Regions from separate parts of the Mus musculus genome. Here regions 1, 2 and 3 are each linked to region 4. A link is a contact called in public Hi-C, HiChIP or PLAC-seq and promoter capture Hi-C data. All regions are on one chromosome and are shown on one strand. The core of a region is the stretch at or near the end of the contact, and the rest is flanking DNA. Distances in the headings are between cores, read along the strand shown.

Region 1 (6,894 bases), core at 2,079-4,578, 2.1 Mb before region 4:
CTGCCGCCATTCCAGGTACAACCCTTGGTGAGTTTTCCAGTTGCATCGTCCAAGTACCAATCATCATCATCATCATAGTCGTCTTCCTCATCGGTCTCAGCGTCGCCCTTCACCTCTGCTGCAGCATTCTGGAGGCTTTTAAGTAGAACGCCGCCATCTTCTGCATGGATTGGCTGCAGTTCTTTGTTTTCACTAGGAACAAGAATGTTCTGGCATGTTTATCCATCCTCCAAAGGGAAAAACACACACATACACACCTTACGTTCCCCAATCTGCTCCGTCTTCTTAACATCAAGTTCTCTGTCTCCTCATCTGCAGCAATGCTTTATTCTCCACGTCCGTGTACCGTCAGTGGGTGTTGGCTTTGCTTTTGCCTTAAGTCAAGTTAGAATTTACACTATCATCTTGGGTAAATGAACTGACTCTGACTAGTGCACAAGACCAGACTCTAGTCAAATCATTCATACACCTACTTTCAGGGGTGTGTGTATCAAAATTTGCCTTTCCTTAACTCTCTGTAATACCAGGAGCCGTAGCAAGACACTCCTAAGACACAAATAACTCCAAATCACCTTTATTTATAAAAGGAAGCAGTGATGGAGAGGCCCAAGACTACACAGTGAAGTGGGCCAAGTATAGGACAACAAGGGGGGACTATCAAGAGAAGTGGTCTAGAGAGACAAAAGTACAGCCAAAGGGAGGAGAGGTTCACAAAAGATGCAGACCCTGTTGTTACTGATCTTCCTAGTTTTTCAAGAAGCTAAAACACTCAATATTTATGTAATTTTTTTCACATAATTGCCAGGTTCAATTTTTTTTAAAACATTGTACATTCCAAACAAAACATATTTACCACCAAATTCAATAAAATTCAATTCAGTGTTGCTAGCTTTGACCTTTCCTGCCTCTGTGTCCCAGGTGCTAAGATTAAAGATGTGTGTACCTCACCTGACCATAAAAAGAGCCATTTTTTTTTCTTCTAGTTCTGAGGACCCAGAGCCTTTCCCTCTCTAGGTAATCACTCTGCCACAGACCTAATCCCCAGCACCTCAGGCCGCCCCGCCTCTCCCACCCCCTTCCCCTTTGTTGTTTAGTCTTGTTTGAGACAGAGCTCCCTGTTGGGTCTGGCTGCCCTGAAGACACTATGAAGCTAGAGCTGACCTTGAAATCATCAATATCAGATGCTTCTGCTTCTAGAGTGCTGGGATTAAAGACGCTGTACCACCACACCTGGCCCCCAATGGGTCTTAAATAAGTTCAGTCGTCAACTCCAATTTATTAATTGGCTACAGCCCACAGGGCTTTAAATGCCCACGGGCATGAGTAGGAAGGAGACTATCATTTGATAGCTGCAGTTTACTAGGGCTTCATAAGTATCATACATAAATTACTCTTCACTTACAAATCTAATAATCTAGACAGGTATGTTAAAGGCACAACTATGTGAATGCTCTCAACTAGTCAATCCTCTGCTGTGAGGTTGTCTTATGCGGAACTACCTACCAGATACCACTAGTGTCTCAGCCCAGGTGTGACATATAAAAATGTCTCTGGATTGGTGCAATGGCAAAATCAGATCCAGCAGAGGACCATGGGTGCAGTCTCACAATATCCTGCGTGTATGGGGCCTGTGGGCAAAGTAAGCTTGTCCCTTCTTCCCACTTAAACGCTTCCGTAAGGATTTCTCTGAGATGATGTGCCCATTCCTCAGTGGAAGGCTGGAAATCTCCAACATCTCCGGCTAAGCCCTACTTACCCTCTATTTACCATATGTTATTGATCACTCATTTTTTTCCTTTGTACTATTCACCAATTTTAATTCAAATAATTTACCTCGTGTGAATATCTATCTCCCCTAGCAGAGGCCAACCCCTGTGGCAATCAAAACGGTAGTCACCAATATTTCCCTACCACTCGATCTGACACACAGAGTGGTCAATATATATACTTATCACAACCGCTCACAATTGATGAATAAAATCTTCCTGACTATAAGGTACGCAAAACTCTTTGTTGTTTCAAAATGGCTATGTGTAAATTCTCTTTTCTTTTGAACGGGAAGTTTTCCGTCACTGCTTGCTTTTGGACCTCACATCCAATTTCACCACAAAACCTCAACACTGCTACCTCGAAGTCGTTCTACGACAGCAGCTCTAGGAGCCATCCGGTTTGAAGCTGGTTATTTATTTATTTACTGATTCTCTGCTCCACTCCTCTCTACGAACATCTTCTACATGACTCACCAGTTCCTTTAATTCATAAATCAAATGACGGATGCTCTGTCGCTGCAAAAGCCCTCCTCTGGCCTGTAAGACCTGAACAGGATCTTAACTCCTCACAGTCACTTGGAAGGCTCGACCTGGCTGGCCTCCCTTTTTTGCCTCAATTCTCTCCGCTACGCTGTAGGTGCTAGCCTCTTGGTTTGCCCTCCTTTCCAAAAAGACAGTAGTGACTTGATTTGTCTTGTTCATCATACTCGCAGAGGTAAAACTTTTGCTCACTGTGTATGGAAGCCTGTATGAAGAAAAGAAAGGAAAAAAAAAAGGCCCACCTTCCTCAGTGGTCCCCAACTCTTGCTTCTCTGCTAAACGTCCCGGGACCCACTGACAGGTAGGTAGCTTTCACAAGCTGCTCACCCCGAGAAAAATCCAAAGCCGTCAGCTGTCAGCTCCCCGAGCCCAATGTGGAGCTGGCGGAATCGGAGGAGTCCCTGTGTCACCACCGGCCGCCTACCTGTCTGAGGAATCCGCGTCGTCAAATTGCCCGGGGACCACCGAAGCCATCCTGTCCAGACTGCAGTCCATGGCTAGGGGTGTGAGCCTTCGGCGCCCCTGAGGCCGCGATCGGAAGAGCCTGCTTCCCACCTAGAGGATCCAAACGCGTCTCCGCGATTCCCGCCCCTCAAATCCCTCGGCAACCGCCAGGCCCAAGAAGGCAACGACCAGGCGCCACCGGGGTGTCAGGATACAGGGTTTCGGCAAACGCGGCCACCAACAGGCCGGAAGTGCAACGCCGGAAGTATGCCACCAGCAGGGCCTCTCCAAACCCTAGTGCCCTCAGGGAGCATGCGCGTGACGGTGGCCGGGAAAGACCAATCCGCGATGTGAAGTGGGCGTGGTGCGTTGTTTGTAGCGTGGGATGTGTAGCTCTTGTTGCTCCCCAGCCTTTCGTTCTTGCTCCACCATGGCGTTTACGGTCATAGGAAGTCAGCCTGTTTTTTTTTTCCTCCGGCTGCTCCTGAAGACTTGCGTCCTCTGACCTTCTTCCTCTGGACCCAGGTGCGGTCCGGAGGACGTCACACTGGGGCGTTCGAGCGCCCTGCGACGCACCAGTTGGTGCCCTCGGTGGGGACGGTTGGAAGGTGTTCTCCCTCCCGCGGAGCCGGTGTGCCGGGAGGAAACCCGGAATCCTTAGCCTGAGTCACAGAAGCTCGATGGATCATGGAAGTGAGCACACTTTTGCTCTCTAGAAACGTTGGTGCGTTGTTTTGAGATGCAATGATACAAGTGGTTGGTTTTTGTTGTTTTTTTTTTTTTAAGTTGGGAAGTTCAAGGTTTTTTTTTGCGTTTGGCAGGAACTCTTGTGACACCTCTTTCTGCCTTTATTAAATGTTAAAATGTTAAGTATTATCTAGCGCGCGCTTGTGTATGCGTGCTCCGTGAGTGAAGTTCAGAGAATAACTTGAGGGCTTACTCCTTCCACCTTGGGCTCCGGGAACCGAACTCTGGTCGTCCGCGCTTTTTCCTGTTCAGCCATCTCACAAGCCCTCATTATCTTCAAACGGTTTTAACTCAAGCCGAGCGGTGGTGGCACACGCCTTTAATCCCATCCCTTGGGAGGCAGAGGCAGGCGGATCTCTTGAGTTTGAGGCCAACCTGTTGACAGGAGGGGCTACACAGAGAGACCCTGTTTCCTCGAAGAAGAAGAAAAAGAAAAGAAAAAAAAAAACAAACAAACAAACAATGGATTTAGGTAGAATGGCTAACCAAGCCTGGGTGGTGGTGGCTTGGTTCAGCACCTGGTTGGGCCAGTCACAACTACTATAATTCCGGTTCCAGAGGATCCTACACACACATGGCACGGGTATACTAAACAGGCACATACATTTTTTAAAGTGTAGTTGCAAGTCACAGGCCCATGGAAAAGAAACATTTTGCGTTTGGAAAGTGATTTAAGGCACTAACACATCCCTGTCATCGAACAGGTAGTGTTTATTTGCAGGACGGGAAAGGTGAGCCCAAGGTTGAGTCCTCCAGCAGCCCTGCCTAGCTTCCTTAGCCTACTTGGTTTTTTACAGTTTACCAAATGATGACATCGATTTGAAAACGTCTTCAGTAAATAAGTAATCTAACAAAGTCATCCAGGCAGACAGGTACTAAGGATAGACTGAGACAATCTGATAATATGCCACTAGAATGGGGGGTATTTTCAGCCTGTGTTTTAACTGTGTAGACCAGAGTTTCTTAACTAAAGATCATGGCCCCATAATGGGGTGGGGAGAGTCATGATAAATTCTCCACACCCAAAACTTGATTCATAATTTAAACGGTGGGGTGAATCTGACAAATTTCGGGCAATATTCACCCATGATAACTTCACACAGCTTTCACTGTTCTCACCACTATACCAACTCACAGCAGCAAACTGCCTGAAATACCTCTGTTCAGATTTGAAACTTATATGTTCCTGTTAGGGTCCAAGAATAGCTGAAGGAAGACCCCAGACTCAAATAGGATGCACAGGCAAGAAGAGTGTTTACTGAAGAAATTACCAGCATTCAGGGGCCAACCATTTATCAAAACGGCAACCACCTGAGGGGCTCATGGACCCCTTTAATGGAGGGCTAAGAGAATTTTCCAGAAGGATTAGGTAACCTCCAATAGGGGGGCAACGCAGTAACATTAGTACAATTCTGATTGGTTGTTAACCTAGTTTCATTGTAATTGCTGAGACCAAAGAATTTTGGAAACCAGCTCTGTTCTGGCCTTGTTATCTCCTCCAGCTAGGTGGCCTCCAGCAGTTCCAGACTTAGCCTCCCTAAGTCAGGGCCATCTGACTGAAGGCCCATTGTCAGCAACTCCTGGGGAACCCAGTGTGCCTCCCAGGAAATGAAAATTTTATTCCCAAGGCTTTGGACTTCTCATTATGAACTGCAGAGTTTTTTTTACTGTACATTGCAGTTTTCTGGTCTTACAGAAATAATCGTTTCATTACAGAAAGCAGACCTAATGTTTTCCTGGTTCCATTTCTCAGCAGATAAATATTAAAATAGTATATCTTTGGATGGTATTATGTCAGATAAACACATCTAATTAGTATGTAAATTTGCTTTCCTATTTAACAGGTAGTAAAATTATATGTATATCAAAAGAATTTTAAAATAAATTTCTGTATAATTTATTATCAGTAAGTGTTTTGTTTGTAATTCTACTTTATGTGCATGTAAACTTTACATAGTGAGTAGGAAAAGTTTTAAAAGCCATGAACTAATCTATCCCACTAGATGTAAAAAGAGAAGACTGTAAATAGGAAAATCAGGGGCTAGAGATGTGGGTGCAGCTGGGAAAGTGCATACTGCTCAGACAAAGGACTGGAGTCTGGTTCCCAGTGCTCAGGTCAGGTGACCCCCCTCTTCCTGTAACTCCAGCTCGGACACCACTGGGGACACCACTGGCTTCCCAGGACTCCTTGAATCACAAGCACAGACATGCACAGACATACAAATACATGCACATACATAATTACATCTAATAGGAAAATTAGGCCCAAGAAAGAAGAGAGCTGGCATGGAACAGGACTGGTGTGTGTGCAGGAAGTATTGAGAAACTCTAGACTCCTTGCTGGACAATTACAATGTGGATATGGAAAGTTAGTGACACCCTTGCAGCTTAAGACTGAACAGTAGACAGTGGTGACTTATGAGAGAGCAACGCAAATATACCATCACAGAGACTGTAAAGCTAGACAGTTGGTGCGCTGGCTTTTGCCAGCTTCATACACTATTTGAGTCACATGGGGAAAGGAAAGCTCGATCTGGGGGCTCTCCATCAAACTGCCCTGTGGGCATTTCTGTGGGGCAATTTCTTAATCATGTATTGTTGCTGGAGGGTCCAGCCCACTGTGGTCTGGGCCATTCCTGGGTTGATGGGCCTGGGTTGTTTTTAAAAAGGTAGATGAGCAAACCAATAAGCAGTGGTCTTTTCCAGTTCTACTTGAGTTTCTGCCGCGTTCCCTCAGTGATAAACTGTGAACCAGAAGTAGAAGCCACAACCCTTCCAAGTTGGTTTTGGTTATGTTTGTTTGTTATAGCAACAGGAAGCCAACTCTGGAAGGTTCGAGGAGAGGCACAGGCTCAGTCAGACGGCTGGGATGTTAGAAAGCATCCCTTTGTACGGAGTAGTACTGGGTAAATGATGTGGATGTAGGGTTTGAATGCCTCATGGACAAACAGAAGAATTTGGATTTTATGGCTACACCTACATATCCTATCTCCTGATGGATGTGTATAAGAATACAGATCAGGGGGCTGGAGCGATAGATAGCTCAGCCATTAAAAGCTAGGTGCACAACCAAAAATATAAGAATACAAATCAGGACTGGAGAGATGGCTCAGTGCTTAAGAGCATTGACTGCTCTGTCAGAGGTCCTAAGTTCAATTCCCAGCAACCACATGGTGGTTCACAGCCATCTGTAATGGGATCTGACGCCCTCTTCTGGAGTGTCTGAAGACAGCTACAGTGTACTCATAGACATAATATTTAAAAACAACAACAACAAAACACAGATCAGTAGTGAGGACAGGAGCTAGAATGAACACGTGGATTATGGACAAATACACAAGGGAAAAACAGACAGAGTTGGATAACAGTAGCTATGGGAGATAATTTAGGACTT
Region 2 (6,839 bases), core at 1,181-3,680, 2.3 Mb before region 4:
AAAGTCTGTCTATGCCTCCCCTGTTGCCATTGTTTTTTCATAAAAAGGCAAACAAACAGAAAACAAGATTCTCCAATGTGCCTGACAAGGGCCTTTATAAGGCTCCTTATAACCTATACAGCCCCTACCTGCTACCATTGTACTTCCCATTTAGATCATGGAGCAAAGGCGGGGCTACAAGCAATTCTCCTCCTCATGTTCTAACCATCCTTAAGCACTTGAGGCTCTCTAATCTTATCATCTAAGCCAGGACTTCTAGGTCTGCTGATGCTTTCTCTGTGCTTGACCTAACTAATTCTACTCAGTTGTTGTTGTTGTTGTTGTTGTTATTTTGGTCAGGGCTGGGGAGATGTCTCAGTAAAAGAAGCAAAAGGACTGGAGTTCAAATCCTTAGAACCCATGCAAAAAATGGGTATGGTTAATATGCACCTGCAATTTCATTGTTCCCACAGAGATAGAAGATAGAAGGGAAAATAGCCAGAAGCTCACAGGCCAGCTAGAATGATGATGGCAATATCAAGACAACAAGAGACCCGAAACAAGGTAAAAGTTGAGGACCCATTACCCAGGCCATACCCCCACACATATCCATAAGTTTGTTTTTTTTTTTTAAGATTTGTTTATTCATTATATGTAAGTACATTGTAGCTGTCTTCAGACACTCCAGAAGAGGGCGTCAGATCTTGTTACGGATGGTTGTGAGCCACCATGTATGTGGTTGCTGGGATTTGAACTCTGGACCTTCGGAAGAGCAGTCGGGTACTATTACCCACTGAGCCATCTCACCAGCCCCCATAAGTTTTTTAAAGGCTTATTCATTTAGGTATTTTATGTATATGAGTGTTCTTCCTGTATACCTGCACACCAGAAGAGGGCATCAAATCCCATAGGGTTTGATGAGCCATCATGTGGTTGCTGGGATTGAACTCAGGACCTCTGGAAGAGGAACCAGCACTCTTAACCGCTGAGCCATCTCTCTAGCCTAGCCCCACGCAGATTTTAAAGAATATACTTTTCTAGATGCTTTTTCTGACCCATCATAGTCTATAATAACCAGTACTACAAAAATTTCAACTCCCCCCATTACAGACTTTGCCACACAATAACAGCTGTCATTTCTTTACCCCTCCCCCCACTGTTACCATGACAAACTCTACAAGTGCACATGAAACATGGAAATTGATTAATTATCTGGACTAGTCTCAAAACTATCAATGTCATTTACCAGATTTTTTAAGCCAGTTACAACAGTGAGTATCAGATAATCATGTACTTCACGGTTTACTGGATAATCTGGGAGTTTTACAATGGACTTTCATATAGCGGTTAAGCAAAATACACCTCAGAAATCAGAAGGCCTGCAAGTCCCAGTTGCCAATCCCACTGGGATGTTTTTGTTTCTTCATTTGTAAAATGCTGCCAATTATTCTAGCCTCCTTGGGATACGAATTTTAAATGAAGTAACGCAGTGCCATTTAGAACGTGTTAAGTGTTAATATCACGATGTTGTCTAATATCTCGATAATAAATGAAGGAGTGGTGGGGCCCTCCATTCTCAATGGTCTGGAAATTTCATAAAATTATCAATTCATACCTCAAACTTTTTCAGTTGTCCCCCAAATCCATTTTTACAGCATCGTTACTAGGCTTTAAGCCATGAACTATATTGGTTAATTCACAACTCCAAATATACTTGTAAAGGTACAATGAAGGGTTTTTTTTCTTTCCAATTTCCACTTCAATTTTAAGACAATGGTGATTAGCTTGTACGTAAATTGCATATATCTTAAATATTTCCATCGACATATGACTTAAACCTTGTTACTGCATCATAGTAAATGAAGAGGGTATAAGAAATCACCGCGCAACGCAAATTCCCTCTATCCTGCACCTATTAAATAAGTCAGGATAATTCACTCTAATACACTCCTTAGGGGTCCGCTACTAGCTACCATTCCTTGGTGGCGCCCTTTAATCGTCCCACAATCGGTCCTGTCCGAGTGGGAAGCGTCCGGGTTTAAGATAGAGAAAAGTGAACACTGAATCTAACGCAATGCAGAATCCTTATATCATGACGAAGCAAATCGCCAACCTCAGCAGCAGCGCCCCCGGGATATGCACCGGACGAGCCCTGTCCTCCCCTGCATCGCACCGGGATGGAGAGAAGTGGGCTCCCCGGGCGCCTTTCCCACGGCGAGAAGTCAGCGGCCCGGGAAAGGCCGGGCAACCTCGCCCCTCACCTCGGCCTCCGCCTCGTCCCCGGGGTCCAGCTGATCCAGGCTCCATCCCAGGGACGCCGTCACCTCCTCCAGCGTCCGGCAGCAGCTCTCCACAAACTCGCTCAGCTCCTCCTGGAGCCGACGCCGCTCTTCCAGAGGAGGAGGTTCGGTCTCCATGATGGCAGCTCACCTCAGGCAGGAAGAGGCGGAACTGCTGGGCGCGCACGAGCTTCTGGGCGCGCACGGGCTTCTGGGAGCCGTGGGCGGGGCCCCGGGATGGCGCCAGCCTATCGGGAAGAGCCGACGGGCAGGGCGGAAGCGGTAGTTTTGAAAGGTGTTTCCACGCTCTTCTGGGTTTAGTTTGCGTAGCAGGTTAGAACTTGCGTCCCAGCTTTGAGCATCATTCCGCTGCTCCTTCGATGTTTTTAGGAGAAATTATTTATATCGGCAGGAAAGTTTAAAGAACAACACAGAAAGTGTCAGTGTAGCCTTTCTCCAGCTCATTAGCGTTTTCCCTCTTACAATTACTTCTAGATTCTTTATCCCAAATGCTATTATGCACATCCTCAGAACATTTTCCTACATAATCACAATGCATGATCAAACAGAAAATTCCTGAAACGGCTCTTCAAATTCTTTTTAAAGCAATTTATTATGTTTTAACCAATTGGCTATAATTGGTTATTATTTCTTAATTTAGAACAGGACTGGTTAAGAGCATTGACTGCTCTTCCAGAGGTGTCCTGAGTTCAGTTCCCAGGAACCACAAGGTGGCTCACAACCATCTAAAATGGGATCTGATACCCTCTTCTGGTGTGTCTGAAGACAGCTACAGTGTACTCCTATACATTAGATAAATAGATAGATAGATATATCTTTAAGAAAGAAAGGAAGAGGGCTGGTGAGATGGCTCAGTGGGTAAGAGCACCCGACTGCTCTTCCGAAGGTCCGAAGTTCAAATCCCAGCAACCACATGGTGGCTCACAACCACCCGTAATGAGATCTGATGCCCTCTTCTGGTGTGTCTGAAGACAGCTACAGTGTACTTACATATAATAAATAAATAAATCTTTGAAAGAAAGGAAGGAAGGAAGAGAGAGAGCCAGGCTCTTGGCCAGCACTTGGAAGGCAGACACTTGGGAGGCAGATTTCTGAGTTCGAGGCCAGCCTGGTCTAAAGTGAGTTCCAGGACAGCCAGGGATATACAGAGAAACCCTGTTGTGTGTGTGTGTGTGAGAGAGAGAGAGAGAGAGAGAGACTGTGCTGGGGTATCTAAGAGACCAAATTCCTGTCTGAGTTACATTTGGCTTCTCCTCCTGAGAGTGGTGGTCCTGAATTCGAAATCACTAGGTGGTCATTGGCCACACTGTATTCACTGAGACTAAATGTTAGTTCAGTGACAGTTTAACAGTTTGTAAAGCATCCTGTTAACAACATAGAATACTGTAACTCTCAGGTAGTAACATGCTGTCTTGAATATTTTTCATGTAAAAAGTGCATTTTATGATATTTTGCATATATGTCTGTGTACCACATGGATGCCTGTTGCCAGAGTAGCAGTTAGCTATGCAGTCATTTTTCTAAAAGGGGAATTTGATATAGATAAGCTCAATTCAATAAAAACCAAATATAAACATTTTTGTTTATAATAAAATTATCAAAAGCAGGTTTATGAGTCATCCTGGAACTCACCATGTGGTTGTGTCAAATAACCAATTTAATAACAAGTGTGTCAGAAGCAGAAACCTTATGGATGATCACGGCGTGCTTATCTAAAGAAAGGTCATTGCTAATAAAGACACACGCTACATGTTCATAATAAAAATCACATGAAAAAAACACTATTGTCACAGGCATACTCAGAGGCCCAACTCAGGCGATTCTAGATTTTGTCAGCTTCACAGTTAACACTAACCACCATAGTATAGTGTTCTGTTCACATCTTAAAACTTAATTCATAGGTGGGGGTGGGGGTGCTGAGGCTGGGGGGAGGGGGAGGGGAAATGAATTAAGTTTTAAAATTGAGCATTATTATTTCATTATCATAATAGTTCCTGTTACTATCCAAATTTGTCTGAATTTGGCCAGTGGAAGTCATCTTCTTCCATCCCCCATGTCTTTGACACAGCTCTTTTATTATAGTGTCATGCACTTTGCTTTATACACAAGTGTATCTCTTCCCTTGTACGACTCCACATTTAATCTTCCTGTATTGTTTTGATCCCTAGAACTGAATCACATTTGCCTCCATATCAGATCTTTGCTTCTCTCCCCACATCGTTTACCACCAGTGGAAGAAATAGAAAGGGAAATTTTGGCTGCCAATCATTTCCAATGGCATAGTTCCCACCTTTTAATTTAAAGGAAGAAGAAGAAGAAGAAGAAGAAGAAGAAGAAGAAGAAGAAGAAGAAGAAGAAGAAGAAGAAGAAGAAGAAGAAATAGTAACTTTAGTCACTAACCGATAAGAAATGACTATTATGAAGAAAACATGGCAGCAGTCAAAAGACAGCCAGGGTTGAGTTCTAGAGCCATTAGTCACACTCCTCTCATGCTGTCCCTTTTATCTTAGTTTCATAGCCAAATGGTAGGTGTTAGATTACAGACCAGCTAACTGTGTCCCTTCCCTGCCCCTTCCCAAGAATTCCCAGAATTCTGGCTGCAGCTGATAAATGCCTGCTGTGGAGGTTAGAGCACACAGCAGACGAGCTGGAAGCAAGCCAACCTAACCCCCTCCCACGCCCATATCTGCAAGGTAAATTTATGGTTCTACCCAGTACCTGGCTCCTTGGCATGTAAGCCAAGTCAGATTAAATAATACGATGTAGAATGTCATGCCAACTCTCCCAAACTAAAAGTCAGAGAATCTCCTTTATTTGAGGGATTTCCGTGGAGGTATTGTCTGCTCCAGTTCTCCCCATCCACGATTTCATGAGGGAGATCTTTTCTACTCTTCCACTTTAAAGCTTTCTTTCCTAATGCTGTCCTACCCCAAGGCCTGATCATGGTCCCTAGTGGTTGTGAGGTTTTCTCTCTAATAAATCACATTATGGAAAGAAATGGGTCTTGGCTTCCTTATTTATCAACCCCACAGCTTCTTCCCTTTTTCTGTTGCTTGTACCAACAGGGAAACTGTGAGAACAACTTTGGAGATGCCAAGATGACTGTTGTTAGATTTCTGTTTCTATGGCTGCCCAGTGTGTGTGAAAGAAATCAAAACTCAGCCCAGGTGAAGCATGAGCTGTGTCTTAGACAGCCCTGTGGTTTTTGGTTTTGTTTTCTTTTGTTTTGTTTTGTTTAAAAAAAAAAACTTTAGAATGTATTATCGATGTGTGCTGGTTAGCTTTTGTCAACTTGGCACGAAGAGTCACCTGGAAAGAGGGAATCTCAGCTGAGAATTTGATTCTGTCGGGTTGGTTTGTGAGCCTGGCTGTGAGGCATTTCCTCAATTAATGATTGGTGCCAGGAGTGCCACACCTGGGCAGAAAGTCCAAGATTATAAAAGCAAACAAGCTATAGTAGTGACCCTCTGTGGTTCCTGCTTGAGCTCGTGCCTATGGGATGTAGTAAGTCGTTTCCTCTCCGGGTTGGTTTTGGTCAGTGCCACAGCATGTGTGTGGAGGCCATAGGACAATTCTGTGGACTCAGGTCTCTCCTCCCACTTTTCATGGCTTCCAGGGATCAAACTCTAGTCTTCAAGCTTGCACCGCAGAGCACTCTTATGCTCTGGGGCATCTTGCCAGCCCAACAGTCCCATCTCATCTCAGAGTTTAGTGACAGCTTTTACAGAAACCTGGAGAATGTAGGAAAGATTCACCAGCTGACCCTGTGTCTCTGGTTGCTCTTCCAACCCGAGGAACCACTCCACACTAACGTTATGAAACTGCCTCATCAGCTTCCTCCTGCTGCTTATTTCAACAAGAGTTCTGTTCAATTAAATAGATGTAGTTTTAAAAGTTAGTATTATATTATATAAAGTATACTTACTATTCCTGTTGATACTAGAGTCACCCTATGTTTGGTCAATGGAGGCCAGATTAAGATGTGCCCGCATGTGTCTTTGATGTATCCCCATTAGTCTTTCTATGCAGGCTTCTATTATGGGCTGAGGTGGGGTCTCCCCAGCATCTATATTCAAACAGTCACAACGTGACTTTGTTTGGAGGTAGGGCTATTAAAGAGATGAGATCAAGCAAAAGTGTGAAGTTGAGGTCCTTATTTTTTTTTGTAAGTCTTTATTAAAGACACCTCTCTCACACAGCACAAATCGGAGTGAGAGAGAGGCTAGTGTGACTCTGTGCAAGAGTGACGTGCAAACCCACAAAGCATTCCATCCTTTATACCACAAAAATAATGGCACGTCCGTGCTCACTGCTGGGCTACTCACAGCAGCTAGGATACAGAAGCAGTCTAGGAATCAACAGATGAATGGGTACCAGCAAAACCTGGTAAATACACATGACGGAATTCGGAATTTTACTCAGCTGCGGCATGTGTAATGAAGGTGCACAGAAGTGGACGGAACTGGAGACCATTACGTTTAGACAAAGTAAGCCTGATCCAGAAAGTCAAACACCATAGTTTCCCTCATATGCAGAATTCAGATTCGTGTGTGTGTGTGT
Region 3 (7,171 bases), core at 269-2,768, 2.1 Mb before region 4:
TATAATTAGTCTTCAACCCCATCAAATATCCAAGATCCTCGTATTTAACCCGGGAGTGTCTCCTGGCACAAGAAACTGACAAGGACTGTAACTGAGGGGATGGTACAGAGACACTGTCCTTGTACCGAAGATCTCACTGTCTCCCTTTCTGAGGTCTGACTTCAGGTGGTGGCACTTCTGACTCCTTAATGTTCATAGAATTTATAGACAGTCTCTTTCCCCTGTTCAGGTCAGACATGTGTTCATCTGATCTGAACCTACTGGGGTTAATTAAGTTGAGATATGGTCTGTGACTTCCACTTCAGTCATCTTCAACAATTCTGAGGGGAGTTTATTTGTCCCTCTGTGGCTCAGAGGCTCCAATGATCCTGGTGGCTGCTTAACCTGTGTAGTGGTTTGAATGAGAACTGCCCCAGTAGGCTTGTGTTTGAATGTTACATCCCAGTTGGTGGAACTGTTTGGTAAGGACTTATGTGAGGAGGTGCATTGTTGGGTGTGGGCTTTGAGGTTTCAAAAGTCCGTACCATTGGACTTACCTCTCTGCCTTGTCCTTTGGGGCTGAACATATAAGCTCTCAGCTTCCACGTTAGCACTGCCTGCCTGCTCCCATTCTCTCTGATGCGATGGTCAGGAACTCACCCTCTGAGACTGTAAACAAGCCTACAAATCAAACACTTTCTTTTATAAGTTGCCTTGGTAATGGTATCTCTTCACAGCAACAGAAAAGTAACCAAGACAGTCCCTGAATCAGGATTGTGGCTGGAGGTTCTCAGCGCAGCCACTACATCCCGAGTGTTTCACACTGACCAGCTGAAGTTGCCAGAAATATGCCAGAAGTGAGATCTTTGGCGTAGAAACTGCAGAAAGGCTAGGTAATTGCTAAGTTTGGGTTGTTAAGAAAAATTACAGAACTGAACCTCTAATGATCAGAGTTCAAGCCCAGAACCCATCTAAAATGTGGAGAGAATCAGTTCCCTAGAAGTTGTCCTTTGACTGACCTTTACATCTATCTGTGCACTGGCAATTATACACCAGAGAGACAGTCAAATTTAAAAGAATAAAACTCCAGAACTCCGATTGTTTATTGCAGGGGGGGTAGAATTTTGTGACAAGGTATTAACTCTGTAGCCCAGTCTTGCCCCGAACTCGCTACATAGCCCAGGCTGGTCTCCAGCTCGCTGCAATCCTCCTGCCTCCATCTCTCAAACTCTGGGGTTACAATGTGAGACATCACTTTCGGCTTTTTATTTTTATTTATTTATTTTGTCGTTATCCATATCCTTTACTTTCTGTCTTTCAACTGCCACACATGCGGGAAGTTTCCACTCCTTGGCCCCTCAAAGCAACGGGGGACAAAGCGATGCTAAGCATCTGGAAGAGATAAGCCTGCTCAGCTAGGCTCTCGCGGGAGCCCGTAGGCTCCCCTGGTCCCCGCCACCGCCGGCCACGTGATCTCCCGGCCCGCAGGCCCCGCCCCTGGGCGCTTAGAGGCCACGTCGACGGTGGCGGGGAGGGGCGACGGATGGCGCGCGTGCGTGCGTGCCCCGCCCCTCCACCGCGGCCCGGATGAAGAGTAACGCCATTACCGCCAGAGCCTCCGAGAGCCCTAGCGGACCCGCACCGGACGCTGACCGGCCGTACCATGAGACTCCTCCCCCGCCTGCTGCTGCTGTTCCTGCTGGCCTTTCCCGCCGCCGTGCTGCTCCGAGGCGGCCCCGGAGGTGAGAGACGCGGGGCTGGGTTGGGGACCGCGGCCGACCCCCGGCCCGGCTCTCGTGGGCCATGCTATCCCCCGCCCCGGGACCCCCCGCAGCTCGGCGTCCTCAGCGAGCGCGGGCCCGAAGCCCGCGGTCCGCAGGACCCACGCCAGGGTCGGCCTCGCTTCTCCGCCCGCGCTCGCCGCGGGCCGCCCGTCCCCAAGCTCTGCGCTGACGTGTCGCTAGCCACACGCCGGCGCGCCTCCATTCATTCGCCCACTGTAGATTCTTCTCCTCGGCGCGTGGATCGTGTTCGCCCGGCCCCCTCGCTCGCCCATCGCGGTCTGTGTGGACCGCGAGGCTCGGTGTCCAAATCCGTCCCCTTCCTCCGGCTGCTTGTCAGCCGCTACCGTAGAGTATGGCCGGATGGCCTCCTCCTTCCTTTTCTAATTTCTCTCCCCTCCCCTCCCTTTTCCAGCCAGTTTTTGCTGGTTGAAAATATGCTGCGAAAAAGTTATTTCGAGCTTTGTAAGTTTATTCTTTCCAACGATTGACCTGGGCTAAAAACTTGGCAGAATGTAAAAACGTAGAAACTTGTTCCCCCTTGCCCGCCATGTCCATTAATTTTGCTAGTTTATAAAAACAACTAGTTTGAGTGGTCACCAGAAAGAATTCCTTTTCTTTCTCTAAGTTTCTGTGGCCCAGGGCATGAGAAATAACGAGCCATGTTATGAACTCTTTGGCCAAGCACACAGAAGTGCTTGGCTTCTACTTAGTAACTAGTATGACTTTGAATTATAGCTGTTAGGGATTTTGGCTTGGGAGTGTGGTGGTGGGGACATAAGACAGATGTTGAGACCGAGTCTCATGTAGGTAACCCTGGCTGCGTTGTAAGTTGGTGCCCTAGCTAGCACGTCCTTGAACTTATGATCCTTGTGCCTGTACCTCTGGGGTGCTGGGTTTCAGGGTGTCACCACACCCCGTGGATGAAGTGGTGGGGATGAACCCAGGGCTTCCATCGTGCCAGGCATGCAAGGCACATATGCACACTACAACCTTAGACCATTGGGGTTTTCTTTCTTTCTTTAAATCTGGCTTTTGATAAATTACCTGTAAACTATGAATGAACTGTTTTAACTCGGGAAAGTAAAAAGACTTAAAAAAATCATGGTTTTAAAGATAGTGTTTTCTCTTGGGCTTTGCACATGTGGCTGTTCCCACATTTTCCCTCGCTGCTGGATTGCCACATCATCGCTCCCCGAGAAGTGGTAATAAGAACTGCTTGAACTTTAAAGGGCTTTGTAGAGTTTTGCCTGAAAGTGATGTTGTGTGGTTTTTGAGAAAGCTTTGTCAACAAGTCTCTGATTTATAAATTAGCATTATGATTAGCCCTTATTTTTTTTGATATTTTAAATGTCTGAAACTATGCTTGAAGTCATGTGCAAAAATAGTTGGATTTTTTTTCTTTGCTACTAACCACGAAGCTGCCACTATTTATTTTAATTTTTTATTATATTTAGTGTGTGTCTGCCTGTCTGCCTTGTAATATATATCCAGAAGCTAGGAGACAATTTGCAGGGTGCATACCAAGAATCAAACTCACATGGTCAGGCTTGGCAGCAAGTGCCTTTAACCACTGAGCCATTTGGCTTGCCCCGTTTTTTTGTTTTTTTGTTTTTTTTTTGTTGTTGTTGTTGTTTTGCCTTTTTATATTAAAAAGATTCCCATTAAAATTATAATGTAGTAGTTAAGACTACTAGTAAAAAATGTAAATATTTTTTGTGCAGTGGCATTGCTCAACTGACCAGGGAGACTATATTACAATAGGTGGAACATTTTCTTGTCTAGACCTCATGTTTAAAGACAAAGATAAAGGTTAACTGCTCTTTTTTATTTTTTTATTTTTTTTTTATTTTCAGGGTCATTAGCTTTGGCTCAAGATCCTACAGAAGATGAAGAAATAGTGGAAGATTCAATAATTGAAGATGAAGATGATGAAGCTGAAGTAGAAGAAGATGAACCCACAGATTTGGTAAGTTCTCTATACCATATTTAGAATATAGCTGGGTGTGGTGGAGCTTGCCTTTAATCCCAGCACTCGGGAGGCAGAGGCAGGTGGATTTCTGAGTTCGAGGCCAGCCTGGTCTACAGAGTGAGTTCTGGGACAGCCAGGGCTACACAGAGAAACCCTGTCTCAAAAAAACAAAACAAAAACAAAAAAAGGAAAAAAAATAATAATAGAATATATATGATATATTCTGAGTAGAGATTCCAACTAAGAATGTACTCTTTTTATAGGCAAGTTTGCCAATTACCTCTTCAGTTTTATGTGTATGGTTTTGTATGGTACTTGGATGTGAGAGCAAATACTGGGGAGTCCAGGGGCGTTGGATCACAGGGAGCTGAAGTTGCAAACAGTTGTGACCTTTCAGACATGGGTCCCCTGCAAAAGCAGTACTGCTCTGAGCCTCTGAGCTGTCTCCCCAGGGTTGGAATTGGTCTAAGGGCAAGTCACTGAGCATGAGCGCAAGGGCCTTCTGGAGTAGTGGGGAGACAGGGTACACTGAACAAATCAAGATCATGTGCTTCGCTTCCTAGGTCTGTCCTTTTCTGTGCTTGTAACCTGCCATTGACTCCTATGGGGAGACTCTACCATCCATATAGCCAAGTACTGTTCTGGGTACTAGATTGAACAGAGGTTTTTGTTTGCTTGCTTGTTTGTTTGTTTGTTTGTTTGTTTGTTTTTCCCGAGACAGGGTTTCTCTGTATAGCCCTGGCTGTCCTGGAACTCAGAAATCCACCTGTCTCTGCCTCCCAAGTGCTGGGATTAAAGACGTGTGCCACCACTGCCCCGGCTTTTTTTTTTTTTTTCTTTCTTAAAGTTGATATTTTTGGGGGGTTGTGTGTGTGTGTTTAGGGAGCAAGGGTTGAAGAGCAGGAGATAAAATACCTCTATGTAAGTAAGGGTTAGAGAAGATGGCTTAGAAGCTAGCTCTGAAATTTGTGCTCTCCTAATGACAGTAAGAATAACTGGCTCAGTTGGAGAGATGGCTCAGCAGGTAAGGTGCTGACTATTCTTCCAGAGGACCTGGGTTCTCTTCCCCTGCACCCACATAGCTACTCACAAACATCTGTAAGTCTAGTTCCAGGGGATCTGGTGCCCTGTCCTGGCTTCTGTGGATGCTGCTTGCATATGGTCCGTAGATATACACGAAGGCAAAACACCCGTACACAGAAAGCTTTTTTTTTTTAAAAAGGAGCTCAATTGCAACATGCTTCCTGCTAATTTGCTAATTTTATTTCCTGCATCAGTCCTTCGTAGATTTTTTGTTTTCATTTGTATGGACATGCCAGCCACTCAATCGGTGCTTTGCTCTTCTATTAATTTTTGTTGTTGTTGTTAGTGATTTGCTATGTAGGTGCGTAGTGTCTCCTCTGAGTAGAAGACCGTTAATGTGTGTGCTTTCTGTCGATCTGTGCCAAGTTTTCCGTTCTGAGGCTTTGCATCTTCAACCTGTCTCATTACATGAACAGCCTTGATCAGATCAATACATTCCTGTTTCATAGTTGTAAATATTTGACCAAAGTAGTGCTTTGGGTAAGATAATTTAGAGTATATTGGAATTTAATTTAGGATTAAAGATGATGTTTAGGGCTTTGAAATTTGAGCCTACATGATAGTAATGGATTGTATCATTTTTCTGGATTACTTGAACTTTCTGGCACTGGAATGTACTTACTGTGGAGAAAGGCGATCCAAAGGGGAGGAATTAGGTCTTTTTAAGAAGGTGGTCTGAATTTTTCTTATCACAAAAATAAATGGTCAGGATGAGCTGAAAGAGGAAGCAGAAGTACCCTCGATGTATGGAGTTTGTGGAAGAAAGATGACCTCGTAGAGCTTCTGTCCTTCCAGAAGTTACCTCTGGGACAGTGACCTCGGCTTTGGTTGTAACTCCTCTCCAGGTTTCTTATTAGCGACTTACACTCAGCAGTGAAGACATGGGCGAATTGGGAGATTATGGCAGAGGCCTGAGTTGTCTTGAGATTCATACGTACATGCACCCTTGGTCACACTTCCCAGAGCTGGAGGTTAAGGTGGAGGGACACGGTGATCCAGGAGGTGGCTTTCCCAAGGAAAGGCTCATGCATCACATTCAGGATGTCCTGACTGCTCAACTTGCCAGCACAGGAACGACACTGTAAAGTGTGATACTAGGAGAGTGTGTTCATGTTCCCCAGTTACGACACTGTAAACGACACTGTAAAGTGTGATACTAGGAGAGTGTTCTCCATGTTCTTCATGCTCTCCAGTTAGCAGAAGGGGAAGAGAGAACTGACAGACTAGAACCCACAGAGCAGCATTTCATCCCGGTCTAGGGAACTCAGTGGTTTTCCAGCCCTTTCTCAGCAATCTGTTTTTAATGATGCTTCCCTTAGGCAGAAGATAAAGAAGAGGAGGATGTATCCAGTGAACCAGAAGCTTCACCCAGTGCAGACACAACTATTCTGTTTGTAAAAGGAGAAGGTAATGCAAAATTGTCCGTTCTAATTCCAGTCTTAGACGTGTGATTACTGATGTGTATAGTAATGCTGACTTTTAAAGGGAAAAATAAATACTATTTGGTTTACTAGAAATGAAACATTCTTCTCAAACATACTTTTAAACCCGTGCTGTGTGTCTGTGGGTGCACATGTGCCCCTGGGAGCATGCTGACAGCTTGCCGGGGGCCAAACTCAGGTTGCCGGGCTTGCATGCCAGCACTTTTACCCACTAAGCCATCTTACCAGCCCCAAAGCCACCATTCTTGAAATGTCTTCTAAGCTGTGTCAGTAATACCATTTTGTTTTGTTCTGAGGACTTGAGCTTAATCCCTAGAACACTGTTAAAGAGCCAGCAATCACATGAAAAAGCCAGTTCGGGTTCATGGAGAACGTGAGGCAGCTAGCCTGGGTGGGTTAGCACTGCAGAAAGAGAGCTCTTCCTCAGCAAGTGAAGGTGTGAACTGATTCCCAGAACAGTCCTCTACTCTGACACGCGCACACACACACACGCACACACACACGCACACACGCTTCCAAAAGGAATTTATTCTGTTGTCATTGAATTCAAGATCATCCTGTCTCAGCCCCCCAAGTGTTGGGATTACAGACATGCATTATCGGGCCTGTCTGGAATTTGGGAATATATTTGAATGTTTAAAGGTCAGGAAAATACTAAATGTCTACAGTTAGGCCTTGGTTATAGCATAACATTAATTTGAAAACGAAACAAGAAACTTATATTTGCATATTTCTTGCTCCAAATACGTGGGACCAGAAGTGGTTTTTTCTTTGTTTGTATTGCTCTGTTTGGGGCTTTAGAGTAAGGAGCTATTTGGATGATGGAGTTTATTTCACGTACAGTCTCATCACTTGAGACTTGTATCTTCCACGTGTAGCATCCTGTTGGCTTACAAAGGGTTAGACTTTGGAGC
Region 4 (6,551 bases), core at 3,755-6,254:
GCTCTGACTGATGTGACCTAGAATTTCAATGTAGGGTTTTTTGTTTTTGTTTTTGTTTTTTTTTTAATTTGGGTTTCTCTAGTAGTGAAGGTTGTGGAATATTTTTACATATATCTATTTGTAATCTGTATTTTCTCCTTTTGATTCATTTGCACATTTATATATTGGACTTTTTGGTGTTTAACTTTTGGGGTTCTTTATAAATTCTAGATCTCCTTCTTCCTTTCTCCTTCTTCCTTCTTCCTTCTTTCCTCCTCCTCCTTCTCCTCCTCCTCCTCCCCCTCCTCCTCCCCCTCCCCCTCCCCCTCCTCCTCCTCCTCTTCCGTTTTTCCAGACAGGGTTTCTCTGTGTAGCCCTGGCTGTCCTGGAACTCACTCTGTAGATCAGGCTGGTCTTGAACTCAGAAATCTGCCTGCCTCTGCCTCCCAAGTGCTGGGATTAAAGATGTTCACCACCACTGCCTGGTGATTCTAGATCTTAATCCCCCATCTGAAATGTATTTGGTAAAGCTTTCCTCCCATTCTGCAAGCTATACCTTCACTGTGCCGAATATTTCCTTTGCTGTGGAGGTTTTTGTTTGTTTGTTTGTTTTTTACTTTATGTAGTCTTATTCAATATCTGGGATCATTCCCCATGCTGTTGGAACCCTTTCCAGAAGTCCTAGGTTGTGTCTACATCTTGAAGCATCTACCTGTATTTTCTGTAGCAGTTCCAGACTTGCGGGTTTTTGTTTTTGTTTTTTTTTAACATTCAGGTCTGTATTAGTCACTTTTCTGTTGTGATAAAAAGTTCTGCCGGGTGTGGTGGCGAACGCCTTTAATCCCAGCACTCCAGAGGCAGAGGCAGGTGGATTTCTGCGTTTGAGGCCAGCCTGGTCTACAAAGTGAGTTCCAGGACAGCCAGGGCTATAAAGAGAAACCCTGTCTCAAAAAAAAAAAAAGTTCCAGTAAGACTCCTAAAGTTTCCACAACCTTCTCAAACACGCCACCAACTGGGGATCGAGTGCTCAAGCACATGAGCCTATGGGGGCATTTCTCTTTCAAACACACATTCTGCTCCTGGTCCCATAGGCTCATGGTATAAAATGTACTGAGCCCCAGCTCAAGAGTCCCCATAGTGTGTACCAATCTCAATACTGTTCAAAAGTCCAAAGTCTCTTGGGCTGGTTCTGCTCCCTGCATGCAGCGACCTCTAGTTTTGCTGGTTGATTTTGTTGTTGTTGTTGATTGTTGGTTTTTTGTTTTGTTTTGTTTTTTTGTTTTTGGGGGTTTTTTTTTGTTTTTGTTTTTTTTTGTTTTTGTTTTTGTTTTGGATTACTGCTTGTGCTCTCCCCACATTAGCATGAAGGGATTGCTGGCTCGCATGACGGATTCCTTCCTACTTCTCCTTTACTCAGACATTCCTCTCATGGTTTATTCTTTCTGCATTCTCATGACTAAGACTGTCATTCCCCCCCCCCCCCCCCACACACACACACACGTGCATTATTCCTTTACACATCTTCTGCGAGTGACACCTTGGTGGTCATCACCTGTCTTTGTTTTTACTTGTCTTGAAATGTCTCCATTTCATCAATGATTTTATTTTGTTGGTTTAGGTAGGTTTTTTAAGACAGGATTTCTCTGCATAGCCCTGTCTGTCTTGAAACTCGATCTATGTAAACTAGGCTGGCCTCAAACTCAGAGATCCACCTGCCTCTGTTCTCCAGAGACCTTTACTACCTGGCTTTCCTCAATGATTAAGTTAATTTGATGAAATTAATTTTTTGATGTGGAGTCTTATGTAGGTCTTGCTGATTTCAAGTTGCTACATAGCCAAGGGTGATCTTGAACCCCTGATCCTCCTGCCCTTACCTTCCAATTGCTGGGATCAGAGGCATTTGCCACCATGCCTGGCTTATGTGCTTCTGGGGGCAGAACCCAGGGATCTGTATATGCTACACAAGAAGTTTGCCAACTGAACAATATCACTGGCTTCAGCACTGATTGTAAAAGACAACTGTGCTGCATATAGCAAGCTTGGCTGGCAGTTATTTATTCTCAGGTCTTGTTATATATTGTTCCATGCCTTCTTGGCTTTTAGGGTTGAAACTGAAAGATATGTTATTCTTCTGTGTTCCCTTTTGTAGCTGAGTTAGTGTTTTTTTTTTTCTCTTATAGCTTTGAATATTATTTCTTTGCCTTATATTTTTTACATCCTCATTATGTCATGGTAAGGGTCTAGCCTTGTCTACTTGAGGTTGTAAATGTCTCTTGTGTTTGGATGTCCATTTCTTTCTCTAAATCGGGGTTTTTTTTCCTGCTATAATTTCATTGAATAGATTCTCTATGCCTTTAGTTTTGATCTCAGCTCCTTTCTGTCTCATAGATTCTTAACTTTGGTCTCTTGATCATTACTCAGAGTTCTTGAATATTATGGTCCTTTTCAATATTTTCTTTATTGATAATTGGATGTATTATTTCCTCAACCTCGTCATACCCTTTGCTCTGCTTAATCAGGTCTATGGGTTAAACTTTACACTTTGATTCTTTACTTTTTTCATTTCCACAATTTCTATTTGTGTAATTTTTTTTTTGTCAAAATGTCAGTGTCTTTGAATAACCATTCTTCAGCCATAGAGTCTAAGAACTCTGAAGCTGCAACCGATGACCCGATGTCCACAGCTGCATCTCTCCAGCGGGTGATCAATACTTAAGAGAGATTGAAAACTACAAGACAAGCTCTCTGCTCACACACTCTGGTTTCTTTCTTCTTTTCCAACCCTCAGCTAGAACATTAGCACCATGGGAAATATGATCTGGGGAATCTCAGGAGAATGAGAGAACTTGAAGCAGAGACTGAAAAGCTAAGTGTGGTCAGCAGAGGCCCCTGATGAACATGGTGAAGTTAATAATGACAAGACAGCTATGGAGGACACATAACACTTGCTCAATACAGGCTCAAGACAAGAGTCTGCAAGTTCAATGATACCCTCTCCCAGCCTATGCCGAGTACCCCGGAAGAGGCTGCTTCAACATCTCATTGCTTTCCTTTCTCCCTTTCTTTCTACCCTTCTTCCCTTTTTCTTCTTAGCACACTCTTACTGCTTCCCCTTTGTTGCATTCCCTAAACACATTTTATTTCCTCGCATACATTTTCATACATTTCACACCTCATACAGATGTTTATCTTACATTATTTACATTCTCTATTATTCAGCACTTTTACTCTTTTCCCTTTTTAAAAAAATGGATGTTTTTATCTTTTACTTCTCTTATATTTATATAATTCATTATTTAAGATTTTCTATTATTGAGATTTCCCCCTTCTTTTAGTTTTTTTCCCCCCACTAAACCCTTTCTCTTTTCATGTCTCCATCCATGGCACACTTTCTCATCCCGCTTCTTTCTTTCATTTAGGCTTGCTTTCGTTTTCTTGCTATTTTCCCATTTACCCTACATAATCATTACATTCCTAGCATATTCTACATTAGTATTGTAAATTTCTGTTTCATGGTTATTAGTAATATATTGCTGAACCTCAGTAACTTTGGGTGTATTTCTATATCTTCCATTTTGTTACTGTCTCAGCAATGTGTTGTCTCCTTTATGAGTAACACCGGGGAATGAGTCTCGGAGAGTAGGGTGCTCAGTAAGAACAACAGCGAAAAACATCTCCAAATCAACACAGGTCAACACCACACACAGAAACAAAAGCATGAATGAAAAACACAGCAACAGGAGTCCTCCAAAAACAAAATCAATTATCCCAGAGTGGTGGTTCACATCTTAAATCCCAGCACTCAGGAGGCAGAGGCAGGTAGATCTCTTTGAGTTTGAGACCAGCCTGGTCTATATATTGAGTCTGAGGCCAGCCAGGATATATAATGAGACCCTGTCTCAAGACAAAATAACTTAACACCTGGATTCAATGATACTGAAATAGGTAAAATTCTGGGTGATTTCAGAAGTTTCCTAGTAAAAATACTTTAAGACCTCAAAAAAGATTGAAGCAAAAAGATTAATTCAATCTTCCCTAAGGAAGGACCTGGAAAGTCTGCTGTGCACACACGTGCACGTGCGCACGCATGTGTGTGCACACACAGAGAGTAAAATAGATGAGAAAAATCAACAATATGGCTTTTAAGAATTAGCTATGGGGGCTGGAGAAATGGATCATTGGTTAAGAGCACTGACTGCTCTTCCAGAGGTCCTGAGTTCAATTCCTAGCAACCACATGGTGGCTCACAACCATCCATAATAGAATCCAATGCCCTCTTCTGGTGTGTCTGAAGATAGCAACAGTGTACATGGAAGTACAATTCAGCAAAGAAACTGAGATTTGGAGTAAAATCACAAAATAGTAATGTTGGAAATGAAAAAAATAAATTAAATAATTAAAAACAAAGCAAAGAAGTTCTGTTGGAAGTAAAAATGCAGAAATGTCATATTATATTCCTCTGTAATTTCCTATACTTTTTGGGAAGGATCAGTGGGAACTTAGGGGCCTGCGGGTGGGTGAGCATTAGGAACGAGACCATATGAGGAGTCAGGAAAACAGTGCTGCAAAGCAGATGTATTTCCTGACTATACTAGGCTTTTCCTCTGTCCTATCTTCCTCCTTTTTATAAGGTGTCAGGGTCCAGTCCTTCTCTGAGTCCTGTCCAGGTATATGCACTGTTCCTCCACGGAGAAACTGTGGGATAGAATGGATGTGCCAGGTTTTTTCTTTCTTTCTTTCTTTCTTTTTTAAGATGCGGATGGTTGTGAGCCAACATGTGGTTGCTGGGATTTGAACTCAGGACTTTTGGAAGAGCAGTCAATGCTCTTACCCGCTGAGCCATCTCACCAGCCCCATGCCAGGTTCTTGAGAACCTTCAGACCCAGTGCCTGCAGGAACTGACAGACAGGGAAAGAAAGAAGGGTTAGGGCGTGGTGGAGGGAGGGGTGTAGTCAGAAAGGGGCGAATGGTGGGGTGAGGGGCGGGCCGAGGGGCGGGCCGGGAGGCGGGCCAAGAGGCGGTGCTCGCCTGGACTCCTGCTTAACATGGCCACGCTGCGCAGGCTGCAAGAGGCGCCTCGGCACTTACTGGTCTGTGAGAAATCCAACTTCGGCCACGATAAGTCTCGCCATAAGCATCTCGTGGAGACGCACTATCATAATTACAGGGTGAGTCAGGTCCACCCGGCCCTCTTAGGCTGGAGAGCTTTAAGGTAGAACCACGCCGGGTTTCACCCGGCCAGACCTCCTCGGCTTGCGAGGGTGGGCGGAGATCGTCCTCGGGCATGCTGGGAACTATAGTCTCTTCAAGTTTCTTAACTGCTTTTCTTGGCGCTGTGTAGGACTACAATTCCCAGCATGCGCCAAACACAGGGCGGTGCTCGGTCCTATGAGGAACAGCAGAGTTTTTGTGAGTTTGGCGTGGTTACTGCGGTGTTCAGGATTAAATCCTCTCGGTGTTGGGTCGAGCAGGCAGTGGAGGAGTTAGGAATGTAACCTGCACGGTCGGAGTGTGACCTGTACAACATGTAGCCGAATTACACCCTAAGTTTGGGCAGATCTCTGTGGATCAGCTTGTGACTCTTTCCAAAGCATCACGCGGTTTGACAAACGAGGAACTCCAAATAAACTTACCTTACGATGATAAGGGTTTAAGCATTTTACATCTTAAATATTGGCCTGATGGATTTCTCAGATAGATTAGCTGGCGTCCTTGTCCCTCAAGGCTGGTTGTTGGGGCTTTGCGAAACGGACTTTAGATGTTCACTTGGGGATCATTTGAAATCCGCGCGGATTTTGCATCTCTTCGGTTGAAAGGCCATCCCTGCGGTCAGGGATGTATCGCTTATCTCAACTGGTCTCACCTAGGTTTGTCTAGGAAATGGAAGCTTCCAGGAGCACTTTTGCTTCTATGTAGCTTCTTACTAATTAAATGTCCCTAAATCCCAGGAGGAGTTCCTTTGATTTCATGACTCCAGAATAAGCAAATCAAGGCATGTTGAATTATATATACTCTATTTCCTTGACTATAAAGTGTGAAAGACATAACATATATTGCTTGTATGCAAAAATAAGATTCAAGTAAGACTTCCATTGCAATGTCATGCCTCACATTGAAATGCAGAAAGGAAAAACTTGAGTAGTCAGATATCTGTTTACTTGAAATTAATAGAATTGTTGCCTAGTAGGTTGATGGTGATGCACACCTTTAAACCCAGGCAGAGGTGGGTAAATCTCTGAGTGCAAGGCTAACCTGATAAACAGAGCAAGTTCCAGGACAGCCAGGGCTACATGGAGAAACCCTGTCTCAGGGGTAGGTGGTGGTGGCTGTGTGTGTGTGTGTATGTGTGTGTGTGTGTGTGTGTGTGTGTGTGTTTTACTAAGGGTTTTACTGCTGTGAACAGACACTCCAACAGTGACCAGGGCAACTCTTATAAGGACAACAAGGTGGGAGCATGGCAGCGTCCAGGCAGGCATGGTGTAGGGGGAGCTGAGAGTTCTACATCTTCATCTGAAGGACACTAGAAGAAGACTGGCTTCCAGGGAGCTAGATGAGGTCTCAAAGCCCACGCC

What was found. Promoter capture Hi-C pulls out the DNA fragments that hold promoters and counts their contacts. Hi-C and Micro-C count contacts between places; a contact is called where the count stands out from the background. HiChIP or PLAC-seq counts read pairs in DNA pulled down with a chosen protein or histone mark.
Region 1: a contact with region 4 is called in an H3K27ac HiChIP or PLAC-seq map of thymic regulatory T cells, with 8 times the contacts expected there. The contact joins the promoter of Cage1 here to the promoter of Rpp40 in region 4. A contact is called at or near these places in 2 of 39 promoter capture datasets (liver and pre-B cells) and 1 of 115 datasets of contacts at active chromatin or transcription factors (thymic regulatory T cells).
Region 2: a Hi-C map of CD8 T cells shows a contact between it and region 4, with 3 times the contacts expected there. The contact joins the promoter of Snrnp48 here to the promoter of Rpp40 in region 4. A contact is called at or near these places in 1 of 39 promoter capture datasets (pre-B cells) and 3 of 484 Hi-C or Micro-C datasets (CD4 T cells and CD8 T cells).
Region 3: a contact with region 4 is called in a promoter capture Hi-C map of pre-B cells, with 6 times the contacts expected there. The contact joins the promoter of Ssr1 here to the promoter of Rpp40 in region 4. A contact is called at or near these places in 4 of 39 promoter capture datasets (hippocampal neurons, liver and pre-B cells), 1 of 115 datasets of contacts at active chromatin or transcription factors (thymic regulatory T cells) and 2 of 9 other capture datasets (adipose tissue and liver).

The regions. Positions count from the first base shown.
Region 1 is chr13:38,033,371-38,040,264 of GRCm38.p6, reverse strand. It overlaps Cage1 (cancer antigen 1), which reads left to right and starts at 3,328. Exons shown (of 13, transcript NM_027724.2): 1 at 3,328-3,446. Riok1 (RIO kinase 1) reads right to left here and starts at 3,276. Exons shown (of 17, transcript NM_024242.3): 1 at 2,734-3,276; 2 at 1-192. The coding sequence starts at 2,804.
Region 2 is chr13:38,200,530-38,207,368 of GRCm38.p6, reverse strand. It overlaps Snrnp48 (small nuclear ribonucleoprotein 48 (U11/U12)), which reads right to left and starts at 2,430. Exons shown (of 9, transcript NM_026382.2): 1 at 2,241-2,430. The coding sequence starts at 2,396.
Region 3 is chr13:37,988,555-37,995,725 of GRCm38.p6, reverse strand. Ssr1 (signal sequence receptor, alpha) reads left to right here and starts at 1,518. Exons shown (of 8, transcript NM_025965.4): 1 at 1,518-1,721; 2 at 3,617-3,729; 3 at 6,135-6,222. The coding sequence starts at 1,643.
Region 4 is chr13:35,904,800-35,911,350 of GRCm38.p6, reverse strand. Rpp40 (ribonuclease P 40 subunit) reads left to right here and starts at 5,004. Exons shown (of 8, transcript NM_145938.4): 1 at 5,004-5,147. The coding sequence starts at 5,025.